Linked DNA regions of Mus musculus: region 1 is linked to region 2. Evidence: chromatin contacts called from public promoter capture Hi-C data. All regions are on one chromosome and are shown on one strand. The core of a region is the stretch at or near the end of the contact, and the rest is flanking DNA. Distances in the headings are between cores, read along the strand shown.

Evidence for each region. Capture Hi-C pulls out chosen DNA fragments and counts their contacts.
Region 1: a promoter capture Hi-C map of adipose tissue shows a contact between it and region 2. The contact joins two enhancer-like sites. A contact is called at or near these places in 2 of 484 Hi-C or Micro-C datasets (bone marrow-derived macrophages and embryonic heart), 1 of 115 datasets of contacts at active chromatin or transcription factors (embryonic stem cells) and 3 of 9 other capture datasets (adipose tissue, liver and pancreatic islet).

Annotation. Positions count from the first base shown.
Region 1 is chr5:65,355,754-65,358,861 of GRCm38.p6, reverse strand. The region is part of intron 1 of Klb (klotho beta); the gene reads right to left. Among named protein-coding and RNA genes, the nearest start is that of Klb, 8.9 kb to the right of the region's middle. Within about 2 kb of position 1,716, at least 39 of the 459 cell types and tissues checked have an H3K27ac peak or open chromatin away from gene starts, as enhancers often do. A contact at or near this core is called in adipose tissue, where this site is marked.
Region 2 is chr5:65,277,828-65,281,030 of GRCm38.p6, reverse strand. Rfc1 (replication factor C (activator 1) 1) reads left to right here. Exons shown (of 25, transcript NM_001347357.1): 13 at 1,217-1,574; 14 at 2,208-2,320. Among named protein-coding and RNA genes, the nearest start is that of Rfc1, 56 kb to the left of the region's middle. Within about 2 kb of position 1,565, at least 31 of the 459 cell types and tissues checked have an H3K27ac peak or open chromatin away from gene starts, as enhancers often do. A contact at or near this core is called in adipose tissue, where this site is marked.

The DNA of each region.
Region 1 (3,108 bases), core at 467-2,966, 78 kb before region 2:
TGCCTTGCAGTTGGATCTCATGGAGGCATTTCCTCAACTGAAGCTCCTTTCTCTGTGTTAACTCCAGCTGTGTTAAGTTGACACAAAACCAGCCAGTACAGACAGGTTCTTTTTTCTTTTTCTTTTCCAGACGGAGACTTAACACGTCTCCAGGCTGGCCTCCAACTCCTGAACCTCCTCAGCTTCCCAAGGGCTCAGAGTATGGGCATATTTAATCTTATAAAACTATCCCAGCCGTTTCTATTATTTACACGTTTATTTTTTTAAGCTTCAACTACATCTTTAAGATTTCTTTTGTGTGTGGGGACAGCATTTGCCACCGTGTGCATGCACGTAAAGAGGCTGGTTCTTTCCATTCACCGTGCAGTGGGGGTGGGGTGAGCTCAGGTTGTCAGACTTGGCAGCCCGCCGTTATTTTTTATTTATTTATTTTTTTATTTTTGGTTTTCTGAGACTGGGTTTCTCTGTATAGCCCTGGCTGTCCTGGAACTCACTCTGTAGACCAGGCTGGCCTCGAACTCAGAAATCTGCCTGCCTCTGCCTCCCAAGTGCTGGGATTAAAGGTGTGCACCACCACACCCGGTTTTTACTTCTTGTTTTATTTTTACCTTTGCTAGTGAAAGTTGTGAACAATGAACACAAAAATAAATAGCCTGACGAACGCTCACCACTCAGCGTTCACAACTCAGTATTGTTTTTTTTTTTTTAAAGTTTTTTTTTGTTTGTTTGTTTTTTAATGCTGGAGATCAAATCCAGAGTCTTGTTCACCTAATAATTGTAAGGCTTATTTTGTTTGCATTAATGTGTGTGTTCTGTGTGTGGGCACGCCATGTGTATGTGGCTGCCTGAGGAGGTACTAAGGATGTGTGGGATCCCGCTGGAATCAGAGGAAGTTGTTAGTTACCACACAGATCCTCTGCAAGAGCAGTGAGTGCCCTGAGCCACTCAGCCCCTCTGTGGGAGGACCTTGGTTTTGTTTTGTTAGTTTGTTCATTTTTTGTCTTTTAGAGAGAGGGTTTCTCTGTATAGCCCTGGCTATGCTGGGACTCCCTCTGTAGACCAGGCTAGCCTTGAACTCACAGAGTTCGCCTACTTCTGCCTCCTGAGTACCAGGATTAAACCCATGCACCCAGCTATTTTTTTTAAAAATTTTTTATTCATTTGGCTTTTTGGAATAGGGTCTCATGTAGCTCAGGCTAGCTATGCAATTGGTAATCTTGCCCTCTTGGCTCTCTGTCCGCACTTCCCAATGCTGGGATTACAGGCCTATCCCATCACACACATATATAAAAAATTAACAGCTGGGCATGGTGGTCCTGGCTTTAATCCAGGCACTGGTGAGGCAAAGGCAGGTGGATACCTGTGATTTCAAGGCCAGCTCAGTCAACATAGTGAGTTCCAGGATGGCCAGAACTACATAGTGATGCCAGGTCGGTCTAAATTCCCAGAAATGATAAGAGAAAAATAAGTAGATATAACAAAATGTTTACATTTTTAAAAAGAAAAATCATTAAAAATAATCTATTTGATTCTTTGTCATATACTTAACATATGCCCACTAAGTTTCCTCAACTAATGATGCAAGGAAATACTGCAGCAAAGCCCTCAAGAAGGTGGGAGCATGAGGAAGAAAGAGGCTGATTTCAAGCTCAGGCTCGAGCCAGTAAGGTCCTGCCCTAGCATTTCCCAACCTTTGTGCCCTAGTGCCCTAAGTGCCTCTTGCACAGTGTGAAGCAATCTCTTGGTCCCTGAGGAACTTCACAAAGCTAGTCAGCGTTTGTGTGTGGCGAACAAAAAAGTGTTGACATAGGTTACATTTTATAGAAAACTCTGTTCTTGAGGACTGTGGTGTAAAGTTCATTTAAAGTAAATGTAGGGTCAGTGAGATGGCTCGGAGGGTAAAGGGCCTTGTTGCAAAACCTGATAGTGTGACTTTGAGCTCAGAGACCCACAGAGTAGACGGAGAAAACGGACTCCCCTAGACAGCCTTTTGATCATCATGATTCAGTCACCGCACGTGAGCAGCCCCACGCCCAACAAACGAAATCCTTTTTTATTTTATTTTATTTTTTAAGACAAAGTCTGTCTCTGTAGCCCTAGCTGTCTTATGTCTTGCTAAGTAACCAGGCTGGCTTTGAACTCACGAAGAACCATGTAACTCAGCCTATCAAATGCTGAAATTAAGGGTGTGTGTTACCATGTCAGGCATACACCATAAAGCAGTGGTGGCGCATGCCTTTAACTCCAGCTCTCGGGAGGCAGAGGCAGATGGATCTCTGTGAGTTCGAGGCCAACCTGGTCTACAGAGTACAGAGTGAGTTTCAGAACAGCCATGAATACATGGAGAAATTCTGTCAAAAAAAAAAAAAAAAAAAGCAAATTTAAAACAAAATACCTAGCCGGGCGTGGTGGTGCACGCCTTTAATCCCAGCACTCGGGAGACAGAGGCAGGTGGATTTCTCAGTTCGAGGCCAGCGTGGTCTACAAAGTGAGTTTCAGGACAGCCAGGACTATACAGAGAAACGCTGTCTCGAAAAAACAAAAAACAAAAACAATCTATGGACTAAATTACCAATAGTTAAAATCCCAGTGTAGCCCAGTGACAGAGCTTTGGCTGCCTTTGATTCTCCAGCGCTGGGGGAAAAGTTTTTACTACACACAGATGCAAACGCTGGCATTTCTTTTCCTTTCTTTTCTTTATTTTTTTTTTCCGAGACAGGGTTTCTCTGTGTAGCCCTGGCTGTCTTGGAGCTCACTTTGTAGACCAGGCTGGCCTCGAACTCAGAGATCCGCCTGCCTCTGCCTCCCAAGTGCTGGGGTTAAAGGCATGCGCCACCACGCCCGGCTGGCATTTCTTATCTATCTAATAAACACTGTGTATCATTTCAATTCTTTTGCTCATAGAAGAAGAAGCATTTTGTGGCATATTTTCATGTCTAGTTTTAGAAGTAAATGTACACCTAAAATGCTTTGTAAAATTTATATATTCAGTGGTGTTTTTTTTGGCCAGGCATTTGTACTTTTTTTTTTTTAGTTACATTTGTGTGTATGTGTGTGTGTGTGCGCACACACACCCTCAGCTGCCATGGTATGAATGTGGAGGTCAGC
Region 2 (3,203 bases), core at 316-2,815:
ACTTTCTGCTCTGTAGCTTATAGCTTTGCTGAGTGGATAGTTACCTTATATCTCCAGAAACCTCCGCCCTAACTAGGTAGTTATAATAAGTTCTAGCATTGCTGGAAGGCGTTTAACTGTTTTAGAAATTAAGATATTATTTCCATTTTTTTAAACTCGCTTTTTAAAAAATGTAATTCATACCTGTGCAGTGATCATTAGTATTTAATTAAAAAATTACATTTATTTAGGGGGCTAAAGAAGTGGCTCAGCAGTTAAGAGCATTGGCTCCTCTTTCAGGGAACCCAGGTTCAATTTGCAGCACTCACATGGCAACTGAGTGACACTGTCTGTGACTCCAGCTCCAGGGACCCTACTCATACATGGAGGCAGAACAGCAATGTACATACAATTTAAAAAATTACATTTATTTATTATTGACTACATGTATTTATGTCTGGGTACATGTGAAGGTCAGAGGACATCTTCCTTGAGTTGGTTCTGTCCTTTCACAGTGAGGGTTTTGAGGATTGAAGTTAGGTCAGTAGGCTTGGTGGCAAGTGCCTTTACCCAGTGAGCCATCTTGTTGACCCAGTTACTGCATCTCATTCCAGACTCTGTCATTACCTCCAAAAAGAAATCCTATACTTAATGATAGTCGCTTGTCATACCCTCTGCCTGGTGGCCACTATGCTCTGTTCTAAGGATTTACCTATTTTGGACATTTTGTATAAGTAAAATTTTCTGGTTTTAGCCCTTTTATTTTCTGTAATGGTTTCTAGGCGAACCAAGTTGTATATATTAGTATCCATTCCTTTTTATAGTTAAATAATATTCCATTGGGTGGATCTCAGTCATTTTTTGTTTATGCTGAGTTCCCCAGTGGATGTTTGGGCTCTTCTTTTATGGCTGTAATGCGCATGTGCACCATGTAACACAGCACTGCTGTGACGTTGTATATGTGCGTTTTAGAGGAGACGTTGGTTTTACGTAGTCAAGAAGCTTTAAAGCAAGTTGTTTACCTCATGATCCTGTCTTTATTTTAAAAATGATGACTGTATTGGCTTTCTGGGCGTGTTGTTAATGTTTGTGAAGTTTGGAAAATGGTGACTGCAGACACTGATAGCCCATTGTGACAGCAGCCCAGTCACTTGGCTGTGTCAGTTTGCCTCTGGGGAGTGTGTGGCAGGACAGGAATCTTCTGTGTTTCATCAGGCCTTTTTGATTTCCCCTGCAGATGAAGAAAGAAAAGTCCAAATTGGAGCGAACACCCCAAAAAAATGATCAAGGAAAAAGAAAAATTAGTCCAGCCAAGAAGGAGTCAGAGTCTAAAAAGTGCAAGCTGACTCTCCTAAAGAACAGTCCTATGAAGGCAGTGAAGAAGGAGGCAAGCACGTGCCCAAGGGGCCTGGATGTCAAGGAGACACATGGCAACCGCAGTAGCAACAAAGAGGAATGTCTGCTCTGGGTGGATAAGTACAAGCCCGCCTCACTCAAGAACATAATCGGACAGCAGGGTGACCAGAGCTGTGCCAACAAATTACTACGTTGGCTCAGAAACTGGCACAAGAGTTCTCCTGAAGAGAAAAAACATGGTGATTTCACAACTTTAGTCATTTTCTGTGTGTCTGTCAACATATGTAGTGCTCAGTTGTATTCATGGCCAAAGGCTCATGCATGGTTCATTTGCCTGTCATCAAGTATTTATCGAGGCTTGTTGAGTGCCCAAGTGCTCTAGGCCCTGGTGGTGCTTCTGTGAACAAAGCAGGCCCTTCAGGGGCCCCCAGAGAGTGGGGAGATTATGAGCCAGCTGTTAAAATGCATGTGCCAAGTGCTTTTGTAGGGTAAGTACAGGGAGCTAGCTCTGGGGATGCTGGTGTGTAGTCAAGGAAGAGGGTGTGAGCGCTCAGCCCTGGAGCGACCTTGGAGTCCAGGTAGCAGACAGCTGGGCTAAGGGAGATGGGTGTGGTATTGGGCTGGAGGAACAACCAGTGCCAGTGTCTGAAGGCCTGTGAGAGAGAGAATGCCCAGGGCCCTTAAGGAAACTGGAAGAAGCTGAGGTAAGCACTGGCACAGTGACCTACAGCCTCATTACATTGCCATTTGCTTTTGGTCTGCACTCTCCTCTCTGCTTTGCAAAGCTCTCGGGCAGTTCATAAATGGTTCCTTCTGATCTGGAGTGTCTGAAATATGGTGCATGTTAATGCTCTGGAACTTCTCTTCCCTAGCAGCAAAGTTTGGCAAACTTGCCAGCAAAGATGATGGCTCCAGTTTCAAGGCAGCTCTGCTGTCTGGCCCTCCAGGTGTTGGCAAAACCACTACAGCTTCTCTTGTGTGTCAGGTGGGTGCCCTGTCATAGTGCAGTGATCAGCTCGTGTGTGTGTGTGTGTGTGTGTGTGCGTGTGTGTGTGTCTGTGTTAATCTACAGTGTATATTTTTCTAAAGTCAAACTTTAGAATTTTCTTTGGCTTTAGTGGTGTTTGTCACTTCTTTTTTTTTTTTTTTTTAATGCTATTATTCTGGCTGGGTGTGGTAGTGCATGCCTATAATCCCAGCATTGAGGAAGCAGGTGAATCTCGAGGTTAATTCAAGGCCAGCCTAGTCTACATAGTAAGTTCCAGGACACAAGTCTTTTTAAAAAAAATCTAAAGAAAATTAAAGAAAAAAAAAACAAACCCCACCTTAAACCTGTTATTGAATTGGCTATTATAAAAACATCCATTTTCCCTTATAGGTGGAGGATGTGTTACTAGGCGCTCAGGAGATGCCGTGGCTGCAGGTGGTACAGAGCCCTGTGCACCGTGCCCTGCAGCAGTGCCACTTCATATAGTTAGTCTGCCTCCTGTGTCCTGGCACCCTCCTTGCCTCCCCCTCTTACTGTCTAGGGCCACGGTACTGGCTGGTTTTGTGTAAACTTGACATAAGCCAGACCTTAGAAGGAAGGAGCCTCAGGTAAGGAAATACCTCTGTGAAATCCAGCTGTAAGGCGTTTTCTCAATTAGTGATCAGTGGGGGAGGGCCCAGCCCATTGTGGGTTGGGCCATCCCTGGGCTGATGGTCCTGGGTTCTATAAGAAAGGCTTAGCAGGACAGACAGCAGACCCTCTATGGCCTCTGGATCAGCTCCTGAATCCAGGATTCTGCTCTGTATGTGTCCCTGTCCTGACTTCCTTCAGTGATCCACAGTGATATGGAAGTGTAAGCCAAATAAACCCGTTCCTCCCC